Regions from separate parts of the Mus musculus genome. Here region 1 is linked to region 2. Evidence: chromatin contacts called from public Hi-C data. All regions are on one chromosome and are shown on one strand. Each heading gives the region's core, a stretch centred on a gene start, on an enhancer-like site or on the middle of the called end of the contact. The rest is flanking DNA. Distances are from core to core; before and after follow the strand shown.

Region 1 (6,036 bases), core at 380-2,879, 200 kb after region 2:
CTTCTGGTCAACCTGGGGAAAGAATTTGGAGTTAAGTTTGCCAGTTCTGGGGGCTCTGGCAAATCCTCCTACAGTTTGACATTTAGTAAGAATAGATTTCCTTGTAAAACCTGCTAAAAGACTGGTTTTAGATTCAGGTTGACATGGGACAAAACAGAGGCAGCTCGTGTGTATGCTAAGGGGAAGTAAAATGAACCATTAGAAAAAAAGCATTGGCTGAGATTTCTCAGAAACCTTTAAGAACTTTGGCACTGGATGGGGGATGGAGGAGGGCAGGGAGGAGAACAGGCTTGATTCTCATGGTTTCAGAAGAGTCTTTGATGATATCTGGATTTCAGTACAGTTTGGCATCAGACCTCTCACCCTCAAGAATTCCCTAAGCGTTTCTTTCTTAACAATAATACAGAGCATCATCTCTGGATTAGATATTTAAATTTGTTTCTCTTTCTTTCCCTGCTTTTGAATACAAAGGTAGGGGCTTCATATATTTTTTTCTGCACTGGTGGGAAATGGCGATGGGTCCAATGGACTGAGTACCCCTAGGAAAGGTCTCAAGGCTACAAGGCCTTGATGCAAAGCAGATGTATCAATAGTCACAGGAGGAAGTGGATGGGGAATAGCTTTAAAAAAGAGATGATTCAGAATTCTGACTCAGAGGGATTTGAGCCAATTTCTGACCTCATCCTGGAGTCTGACAGCACCTGGGCTTTTTGAGGAGTTCTATCTAGACTGAGTTTAGGCCACACCTGTCTGGCCCAGAGGGGAGAAGCTGAGGAAAGAAATCTACCTGCAGTGGAATGCAGCTGCTCCCATTAGATCAGACAGGGGATCAGACTGATAACTTCTCGAAGCACAATTTATCATACTTCCAATCAGGAATAACAAATTCTGGCACATCTAAGCACTGTAAAAGGAATACAGACTTCACTGGGTTAGGGCCAGCTTTTATGAAACAGTACATTTCTGCTTGGTGTTTCTAGTGAAACCTTCCTGTTATCTATGATTGCTGTTTTAGGAAACTTTTACTTTAAGATTGATATTTGGCCCAAATATAGACACTCACTATTAAGGTGCAGATAAGATGCTGGAAAATTCCAAGAGCCACCTTGCTTAAGGTTTCAGATTCTGGGTTTCTGTGGAAGGGAAGGTCTGCAGGACAAAATTGGCTGGAGGAAAGTAATTTTACTTGAAGAGAGTTTTAGTAGAATCGTAACATGCTATTTTTCAAAACACTGCACTTTGTAACTCTCAAAAACTGATTTTGTGAACTAACCCAAGAAGTATTGTAACTGGGACCTGCCTCCAAAGTTTCTAAAGTTATTTTTTGCCTTCATTAACATCAGCAGACAACGCACCTGGGGATTCCTGGCTTTAGAAGGCTCTAGCTTTTCTTGAAGCCTCAGCATCAAGAATCTGTTTGTAGCTCCAGAAGTTTAGCCCCAAGGGATTTTTTTTTCTTCTACAAATCTAACCTCCCAGGACTACCAATGATCCTGGGAGGAATTTGGGCTTAGGATCAGTAGGGAAGAAAAGCAAATCAATGATTCAGAATTGCACAAGTGTCTGAGATCACTGTTGATAGGAATGGACACTCCACAGGCATTCCCAGACCACATGGAGTCCGTTCCAAATCTGTCCGTCAGCATCAGCTTCACCTTAAGAGTGACTCAACTCTATTTCTGCCCAAATGACTGGTCCTGGAAGAGGCACCAGGAAAAGAGCCTCTTAGCACTGTCCTTGGGGGTCTTATCTTCCACCCATAATTCTTTCCAACTTATAGTCACTTACCACATGACACCCAGCTTAGGTGCCCTCTCTGTATTCTTTACTTAATGAGTCATCTGAACATTGTTAGGCCAACTGATGGCTGGGCCTTGGCTGTTGAAAATTTTGCCAACCAGGATTGTAGGTTTTTGTTTGGGAAAGGAGAAACAGGGCAAATCTTACAAGCTGGCTAAGAGAACTGATACACTCAAGGAGTGATGGTCTACAGGAAAAAAGTTGCTTTCAGGGCTAACCTTAACCATTTCCAAGATAATGTGGTTGGAGAAAAATAGAAAAGTCGGGAATGTTGGCATTTCTGCCCTTTGTAACTGCTGGTGTATGTAACTCCTGAGCCCTAACGCCTCTCTGAGCTTCTGCATTCCTGGCAGAGCCTATGCCGGATGACAGTCTTTCTAGAGAAATTTGGTGAGCTCTCTGCTGCTGTAGCCAAGCAGGGCTGCTACTGAATGATGTAAGTAAGCAATTGCTCTTCTTCAAGGGAAAAAGCAATATGATGGATCCTAGTAAAACAAGTCTAAGGTGGAAACTATTTTAGTTTGTATGTAATTGTTCATGTACCACCACCCCATTCAGACAAGGGCCTACCAGGTTCATGCTGGCCTTGAACTCAGTATGAAGCTTAGGATAATGTTGAATTTCTGCTGTTCTTGCTTCCACCTCAGCCTAGAAGTCTAAGCATGTGCAAGGCAAGCTTAATGGATTGTGGATCACATGGATTGTGGATCATAGCAGATACACCAGGATTGCTTAACTGCAGGGCTCCTGACAATCTTTGTTTGTGGTTGGGACAGGATGGTGGTGGAGTTTCCAGTGCGATATGATAGGTTTAGCAGCATTGCTCTCCTCCACTTACTAGATGACGCTAGTACACTTTTCTCCCAGTATTGACAAGCAGAATATCCCTAGACATTGATAAATGCATTGGGGTGGTGGGATGAACTGCTCTGTCACAGATGTTAATAACCAATCGCCCTGTGGTCCAAGGGGCTCCTGGTCCTATCTCTTTGGCCCAAGGCGATATTTGAATTTTCTTAAAGAATTCTAGGAGAAAACATTTTTTAAATCCACAAAAGAATTAATGGAGAATCAAGAATGTAGACTGTTAACAAGGTTTTAAACTCCTTTAGTGTTGAAATGAGGTCGGTTCCTAGATCTCAGGAAGCAAAAACTCAGGGATTGATAAACTGATGTTAGGATCATTAGGGGTGTTTTATGACTGGAGTTGTGATTTTAATATATAACTGCACACTGATCTGGCTTACATTCTCACTTGGAAAGTCCATAAATCTCTGGCTACCTCTATTTTACTAGATCCAATGTAAATGTAGAGATTTGGTTCTCTATTTGTTTGCCTGAATTTTTAGAAGATCAACTATAGGAAAGCTAATTTGGATCAGCATCAAGGTAACAGTGAAGTCTATACTATGATACATAAAGGAATTTCAAGCCAATGTTCAACTGTAAGGCTATAAAAATGTTCTCTGTGCTCTTAAGACAGGCGTTGCTGTATAAGCTTGGGACATTTCCAGTTCCTAATGGTTTACCATGACTTTGGAGAATATTAAAATCAGTGGGTAGAGGATCTCAGCTTTCTTTTCTTCCAAGGTTGGAAATAATACTGTGAAGAGCCCTACTTGGGTGGAAAATGCCCAGCTACCCCTGTCGCCTTGTAACCACAGTCTCCTGAGGATCAGGAGAAATGATGGGCTATACTGTAACTTTGTTCAAGTGCTCAAAGCTCTGACTAACTCACATTGTTTAAAGTATATTTCTGTTTAGTCTCAGAGAAAATGATAGAATATAAGCCAACAAGCAATACTCACATGGCATCTTTGATACAGAGAAATCTATGAGAGTATTACTCTATTGGGTTCTACGGAATGGGATTTAATTTAGTCAAGAATGTCTTACTGACATTCTATCAGCAGGGAGGACAGGACCCTAGAGCCAGTGATTTCAAATAGCATGTCACCATGAGAAAATGGCAAATGTGCTCTCTCACGAATCTAGAGGGGGTTCCCCTTACATCATTTCTCCTATATTGCTTTGAAAACTTAAATCTCTACACTGTGTAGGCTACTGGTTCGGCTCCAAGCCAAGGAGTGGTTCAGAGGCAATGTGTTCACATGCTCTCTCATTTGGTATCTCAGAAAATAGCAGCTTGCTCATCCTACTGGTCTTGCACACATAGAGTTAAATGACATGATAGTTACATGCATGGTGCTGGACAAGGGTTCCCGGCCTCACATTCTTTCCATTTTCATCCAAGAGTTCTATGTGTGTCATCATTACTGCACAGGGGAGCTATGGAAAGGCACTTGTTGGTTGTTCACAAGAAAATCTTTGTAATGTTGGGTTAATGGAGAGGGGAGGGGTTTCAAAGCTCATTTCTGGGGCAGTAGAAATTAGCCCTTTGTTGTGGACAGCAGAAGTCAACCACATTATAGCTGAAGACACGATCTGAGTCACATCTCTGATGGCCTCATCTGGGAAACACATCAGCAATATCTCAGGTCTCTCCCTTCTTCTGTACTGACAGGCATAACTGCCCACATGCACATACACATCAACCACAGGATACTGTGATGACCAAGCAAGATGCTGGCCATGGAAGAACTTGGAGAATGGCCACATGTTTTGAATTCAAGACTATGATTTTAATTATATACCATGGATAGCATGCACCATGTTTCCTACATATTTAAGAGGCTTCTCAATACATTGTGGATGTATTGCCAAATGGAAACATGTTTTGAAAGACCATATCTATCTTCTTGTCAATTAGAATATTGTTCACATTAGCTAAGTTGAATACTTATAGTCATATTGGAACTAGTATAAAATAGCTTATGGTGGGAGAGTGTTCCAGTGGACACAGCAAATCAACATGTTCTTAGTTTGTACATTTCTGTGGGTACTTTGTATTTTCCTCACCACTGTACTCTGATAGCCTGACCTAGAATAGATGTTTGTTAAGTGAGTAAATGAAAGTATATCACATAACAACTTTCCATCAAATGATCCTTCTCAAGTTTCTCCACGTTCTCAGCCACCAGAGGATTTTCTCTCACACATGGTCCACATTTGAATGCTCATATTCAGAAACACAGCTGGGTGAAGTTTGAAGTCCCCTCATTTTTGGATGGCAGACACAAACCACAGATTGCAATTGAGGACGTTGAAACAATGCTTTTGACATGCTTGGTGATGAAGACAGCAAACAGTTCTTTAGATGGTTTAAAAGCGACACGTACTGTATGGGTCCCATTTTTCATTAAGCAAATCATACAAACTAAGAGTGTTAACACACATTATAATGAAGGATTAAGTAAATAAATTCAAATTAAGAACTTCTCTTTTGTTTAATTCCAATAAAATTGATTCAGGAAAGTGTTCCCTTAAGATTCTATGTGTTTATCGAGAGACACCGTAAAGGTAGTCCCTCTCTCATGTGAAACTGGTCCTGTGTCTCTTGGTGTGTCCCACGCAGTCTTCCCTACAAGAATAAGGGGCTCACCATGAGGAGGAGAGGATGCTCTGCAATTGATTTGAATTGCTTTAATTAATTAAACTTGATCAAGGGGGGCAGAAAAGTTGATGGTCTTTTAGAACTGTGCAAGTTACAGCAAGATGTTATGTGAGTTCTACATGTAACGGTTTGGGATTCTGAAAAAAACAAAACAAAACAAAACAAAACCCAGTGGTTGGAGCAAGATAAGTGAGATGAGCATGAAATCTGATATTTATTGGTAGTAACATGGTGCCAGACACTTTGTGAGCCATGCTACATGTCACGTCATTACTTTCTGTACTCCTACATACAGCATTTCATGCTTCTTATTTCAGAACAGTCTGAGGCTCAGAAAACATGTGTGCTTGCTAGGGTTGGTAGAATTAGGATGCAAACTATGTCTTCCTTAGCTGTGGGAACCACACTGTCTTCGAATCTGAACGCTTGGAGCCAGGAGCTGTTGAAAGAGAGTAGTCATGAAGAGTAGGTTTGGTAATGGGAGGAGGTCTCAGTGACCTCTGGATCAAAGTAGAAACATCATGAAAACACAGTGCAGCAAAAATGAGCAGATCCCAGGTGATTCTACATTGGAGGAAATTTTGTCCAAGTAATGCTATTTAGAAAATAAAGCCTTCCAAGTGAATACTGCCTTGGTTCTCTTTACTTAACTCATCTAGACTGATAGGAGGCTTATAGGTCTTCTTGGGTGAAGTCAGAAAAGGAACTTAGCTTGGTGGACC
Region 2 (6,131 bases), core at 1,517-4,016:
GAAGCCCCAATTAAATGTTATTAGACTTGCATTGGTCATGGCGTCTGTTCACAGCAGTAAAACCCTAACTAAGACAATGGGCTTTCAGACCTGCTTAGTCCTGTATCCACCCTGACTACCTCCAATACTTTGCATGGTTCAGAGCTCTACTGGGGAATCACAGAGACAGGTCACCAAGCCTCTACAGCTACATTGCTTTGTGACTACGTTTCTCTCAATGTACAGCTATTTCCCTCAAAGTGACTCACTAGGTCAGAAGGCAAAGCCATTCTATCAGTGATTGTCCATTTTAATATCATTTAACCACAACTTTTTGGTTTATATTTTCTGGACAGATAAACTCTAAAGTCAGGAATCTTCTTCTGGAAATTGCCTCTTATTTATTAGCCTTTTTATTGTCTTTGGAAAAAAAAAGGATGTGCTATAAAATCACTCAAATAAAGACAACAAAAATATATCTGTAGGCATAACACACTAGCCCTCAACTTTCTTCATCCCTTGCCCCATCCAGATCTTTGGATTCCAGCAGTATAACTTTACAAGATAACCTTGGAAAATTATACCACTGATCATAAATATCTTTGCCTTCATAGTATTAATCAGCACTAATCTTAGTTGTTACATAACACTCCATTAATTAAAACAAGGAACTTAGCTATATTTTGGGCTATTAATTTTTAAAAAATTGTATGTGTTACATTAAACATTTTTAGACTTTTACATTTTCCCTCTTTTGAGTTATTCCCTCAGTGCAAGGGCAATAGTGGTTTAAGAAATACGATGCCTGGGACTGGGGGGTGGTTCGATTGGTAATTAAACCCCCAGAACCCACATAATGTACTCAGATGTGTTTGTTATCCCAGTACTGGGGAGGCAAAGACAGGTGCATGAATCCCTGGGACTTGATGACCAGCCAGCCTAGCCTACTTGGTAAGTTCCAGGCCAGTGTGAGACCTCCTGTGGTTTGAGTAAGAATGGCTCCAATAGGTTCATTTATATAGGTGTGGCCTTGTTAGAGTGGGTGTGGCCTTGTTGGAGAAAGTGTGTCTCTGGAAGTATAGCTTTACATGTGGGGTTTTTGTTTTTTGACCTTTTTTTTTAAATTAAAAAAAAATTGGTATTTTATGTGGTATTTTGCCTGAATAGGTATCTTGCCTGAATATGTTTGCAGTGCCCATACTCCTGTGCATATGCATGCGTGACCACAGAGGCCATAGGAAGACATTGGGTCCCCTAGAACTGGAGTTCAGGCAGCTTTAAGTTGCTCTGTTGTTGAACACGGGTCCTCTAGAAATGTAGCCAGAGCTCTTACCCATTGAGCCACCTCTTCAGTCTCCCTGCTAGTTGTTTTCATTGTTGTTGTTGTTTGCTCTTAAATATTGAGTCAGTTTATGAAGCATTTCTAGGCTGCAGTTGACCATCTAAAGGAGACAATTTTGAGTATAATAGTGTCTAATTTCCATTTTCAATTCTCTGACTGTGACTGTGACACAACCCTTGCATGTTACAGAAGAGTGGGGCAGGTGGCACTAAGTGAAGATTATGTTTACATTTAAGGAGGTGTAGACCCAGGATGTACTTAGCATGCTACAGTCATCTAAAGGTGGTGGTCAGTCTTTGGGGTGTTGAGACTGTTTATCGCCCATCTGTCAGATCTGTGCCCAGACTCTTCTAGTTCTTATTAGATAGAGGTCTAATACGTCCTTATTCAAATGTGGGTGGTCCCCCTGTGTATCTGGAGTGGGAAGAGAAGAACAGATCTGTTCTCTACCCTAACTTAAAGCTGTCAAAGGACTTAGGTTCATTCAAGATTTTGAAAAAGCTAACTCAGGACCAATGCCTTGTATTCCTCATTAGCTGTGTCCATTTAAATAGGTTTCTAGTTATCAGGAAAGAAATTCCATAATGTTGGGTTTGTGGCACCAACCAGTGACAAGAACACAAAGCAAATCAGATGGCATTTCTTATTATGCCTAGGAGTATTTGAAACTCTTCTTCTCAAGCCATGTCCTGTCTAAACCATAGTGTAGACAAATACTAATACTACTACTACTAATAATAATATTAGTCCTCATCCATACTGTCATTCATAATGTTGCTTTGGGAAGTCTGGAAGGTGGTATTTTGAAGACACACAATGGAGGTTCTCTTCAACAACTTCAGTAACAACTTGCATATTTAAACTATACACAGTAAGGAACTCCTAGTACATAATGGATACTTGACTATTAGGGTAAGTAGTCTGCATTGTTTTTAAAGGATGCTTAAAGTCAAGGTTTAAGATAGTTAAACATTGTCTTTCAAGGTTCTTAGTAACTTCAGTTATTTTCATTTACAAAGTTTTAATAGTTACAGATAAGAGAGGGCCCACGGAGTTTCCCAGTATTCATCTTGTGTGTTTTTGTGTGTCTCTGTGTTACAAGATACAGTTTATTTATTACTTCAGCAGTTTCTAAGAGCTTCTAAGCATGTCTGCAGTTGTCTACAAAATACCACAGAAAAGGCTAGACACAGCCTGTATGTTTCTATGTTTCACCACTGTTTAATAGCTAGAGATGCGTTCACTGTCGACTTTGTGTGTGTGTGTGTGTGTGTGTGTGTGTGTGTGTGTGCGTGAGAGAGAGAGAGAGAGAGAGAGAGAGAGAGAGAGAGAAATTCCTTTGCCATTCTGCCGCATTTCTTTCCCTCTCCCAGATTGCTTCCACTCTGACACACTTCTATTCTGAAAGATTTCAGCATCGACTTCCTTATTTGGTCGCTGGAACTGCTCTTTGTCTCGTTCAAACATTCTGCTAAGCTTGCAGACTGCCTTCATCCCCGCCCCCTTGCCCACTGCTCCCCCTTCACTCACACACACACACACACACACACACACACACACACACACACACACACACACGTAGCTGGCTTCCACTGTTTGCTCTGACTCAGCCTTCTCTGAAGTTCATTAGCCAATCAGCCACCAGTTATGCCCATTTAAGGAGTACCTTCTGCAAATCAAAAGGAAAGAGAGTTTGGGAGGATTGTTACTCTGCAGCAGTCACTGGAATTCACCCCAAAGTGTGTATTTCACACCGCTGCTTTTCTCATGTAATAAGGTATGTATTAAAAAAGAAAGAAAGAAAGAAACCAACCCCAGGTAAACCGTAAAATAACCCAAACCCTCAATCCTTCTCACCCCAGGCTACTTAATTAAAGGTTAATGGCAGCATCCTGCCACTTAGCTCTGGCTGACAGAGTGTGATCTGGTTTGGTTTTCAACTTTCTCCATGCCAAATGTTCCAGCTAATACTTTAAGAAAATATGTAGCACAGGCTTAAGTGGCTCTGCCAACACATAAAGTAAAGGTCTGTGCTCCTAACCAAAGGAGACACATTTCCAATGAATTCTGTCTCCCTTGCTCTCTGGAGTTGAGAACAGCCAGGCATCCGAAGCAAGCGTGGAAGAATCCTTCCTGGCCTCTCAGCTTGGATGTGTATGGAAAAAAGCTCCCCGCTCTACATTCCCTATTTAAGAAAGAAGCTGCCCCAGCCCCATCCAATAAAACAGAGTAGTGTTTCCTTACGTATAAACAACCGAGAAATTCCTCCCAAGCAAGCACACAGCCTTTTGGGTCTTGGAACAAAGTGGCCGGTGGTATTTATTATGTCAAATAAACACATCATCCACACTGCAAAGGGGAACCTGAAACAATAAGCTGAACAAAGCAGTTTTCCAGCTTTTATTCCCTTAGCAATTAGCCTTTGTCTAACTGGACTGAAAAATTAAGAAGGAACAATATTTTTTTCAAAAGGTACCCTTATGCAATTAATATCCACAGTTTGTTCCCAAGGCTTGTTCAAAAACAAAAATAAAAACAAAAACAAAACACACACACACACACACACACACACACACACAAACACACACACACAAAACAAAACCAAAAAACCAAAACCAAAAATGGAGTTCACTTCCAGAGGCTAGAAACAAAAATATACAGGATATACTAAAGTTGGTATTATTTCTTATTTAGCCACCAGTAACGATCTTTTTTCTTCCTTTGTCCATTGTGGTAGTTGCTGAGGCCTCATTATTTGCCAGGCTTTGTGCTAGATGCTGCTACCAACACTCAAAGCTACCAGTCTGGTCATTGCACAAAGCATACTGAAGGACCCAGAAAGCATTCTTGTCCCTGTCCTGGTACCATAGTGCTTACCATGGTGAGTGATGTGGAAGCAGCAATTGGCTTACCAAGTTCTCAAAGTTTGTGCCGTGTTGCCCTTCTTTATTTAGGATACTTTGAGACGGGCTTGGATGAACTTTTGTTGGAGAAGACTCAGATCATTCTTGGCTGTAGACAGTGCATAAATGTACCTTCTGCAAGCTCAGCTCTGTGTCTGAGTACAGCCTAGTCCACATAGCAAGTTCCAGGCCAGCTAGGGCTACACATCGAGACCTTGTCTCATCTCACTGCGCATGTGCATGTACACACACACACACACACACACACACACACACACACACTCGTACTCAAATACACGCTTCCATTTATTTCTATTACTTATACCCTCAATGAGTCTCAGGTGTTTTACAGTGTGGCTTATGGGTTCAAATTTGTTTAAGTTTTACAACATATGAAACTTGTGAATTTTTTAACACCCCCACCCGTGTGTGTGTGTGTGTGTGTGTGTGTGTGTGTATGCAGACATGTACAGTGAGTTTGTATGTTTGTCAAAGTACTACCTTAGCTGTTTACTGTAGCCTCCCATCTGTTGGGACAGTCTCTGAGATTCACTGGTGCAGTAGGCCTGTGAACTCCTGGGAATTCTCCTGTCTCTGCCTCCTAGCTCACTATAGGAGTGCTGGGATGATGGAGGAACGTCACCACCTTTGGCTTTTACATGGGCTCTGAACTCAGATCATCATTGTTATACAGCACATTACCATTATGTCATCTCCCCAGTCCCAGGAAGTGGGGAACCTGTGCATCATTTTATTTCCTTCTACCACAGGAGCACCATACAGTTCTGCTAAGAGAAAACAGTGCTGTTCTAACTGGATGTGGTAGTATATGACTGCAATTCAGCTAAGACAGGAGGCCTATAATTTCAAGGTGAGCCTGGGCTAGACAAGAAATTCAGGGCTAGCCTGGACTATATAATGAACTAGTCTAGGTATAGGAAATATTGAAACTCTATGCCAGAAATATTGAACAGTGTCACCAGTATGTACTCAAGGTCTCAATCCTTGGGAATGATTAACAAATGCTAGCAAAACCCAGAAGGACAGACTGGAAACAACTATCTGTTGTTCCTTCATTTCATGCTGCCTCTTCGGAAGAAAGAGCTTACCCGTTGACTCTGTTTCTTCCATGCCTGTCCCTGGCCTTCCTCATCCTCACCTTGCCCTGAGCTTAGGATGACTCCAGGACACTGGGAGCTCACAGAGCAAGATGGAACGGAGGTGAGCAGTTCTCAGTTCTCATACCAACACCATCACAGCATCTTTCAAATGTCTCTGGCTGAACTCATCTCATTTTCTGCACATTACTGTTGCTTTGCTCAGAACCAGGTGAAGGTTCTCATGTCTTCCTTCTATTGTGCCTGGGTTCTCAGTAAAAGGTTGGACATGACATAGCTAGAGAACACAAATTTAAAAATCTAGGATTCTGGTAAAATCATAATAGTGTCTTTGTATCATCTTGCTTTAGCTTCAACTTGATCTTACAGTTATAGTTACGGGGGGAAGGGGGTGTGGATACTACCTAGATCTTCAAACATGAGGTCAGAAATATATCAAGATATATGCCAAAATTATTTTTTTCACAGGGATTGCCTTTTTTTCCCAAAGAAAAGGAATCTATACTTAAAGAGCCCCAGAGATTACATATATTTCCATGCTAGTGTTTCAACTGTCTATTAGCCTTTGGGAGGGCTCTCATTGCTGGGCTTGTCTTCAGAGAGACAAACATCTGGGCTGCTGAGACTAGGTGGGGAATCTATAATCCAAAGAAGGGAAAGGGGAGGAGGGAGGAAGGGTGAAAAGGAGGAGAGGAAGGGGGGGATACAGGAAGCGAGGAGGGGACGGGGTTGGGAAACAGGAAAACTTTTAATTCACATTCTAATTTCCATGCCTGTTTAGAAAGTCTC

Evidence for each region. Hi-C and Micro-C count contacts between places; a contact is called where the count stands out from the background.
Region 1: a contact with region 2 is called in a Hi-C map of embryonic fibroblasts, with 2.9 times the contacts expected there. The contact joins two enhancer-like sites. A contact is called at or near these places in 1 of 15 datasets of contacts at CTCF or cohesin (the NIH/3T3 cell line), 1 of 484 Hi-C or Micro-C datasets (embryonic fibroblasts), 1 of 115 datasets of contacts at active chromatin or transcription factors (neural tube) and 1 of 9 other capture datasets (adipose tissue).

What each region holds. Positions count from the first base shown.
Region 1 is chr8:61,802,337-61,808,372 of GRCm38.p6, forward strand. All of the region lies in intron 2 of Palld (palladin, cytoskeletal associated protein), which reads right to left. Among named protein-coding and RNA genes, the nearest start is that of Palld, 97 kb to the right of the region's middle. Within about 2 kb of position 1,630, at least 41 of the 459 cell types and tissues checked have an H3K27ac peak or open chromatin away from gene starts, as enhancers often do. A contact at or near this core is called in embryonic fibroblasts, where this site is marked.
Region 2 is chr8:61,604,130-61,610,260 of GRCm38.p6, forward strand. The region is part of intron 10 of Palld (palladin, cytoskeletal associated protein); the gene reads right to left. Among named protein-coding and RNA genes, the nearest start is that of Gm35254, 13 kb to the right of the region's middle. Within about 2 kb of position 2,767, at least 210 of the 459 cell types and tissues checked have an H3K27ac peak or open chromatin away from gene starts, as enhancers often do. A contact at or near this core is called in embryonic fibroblasts, where this site is marked.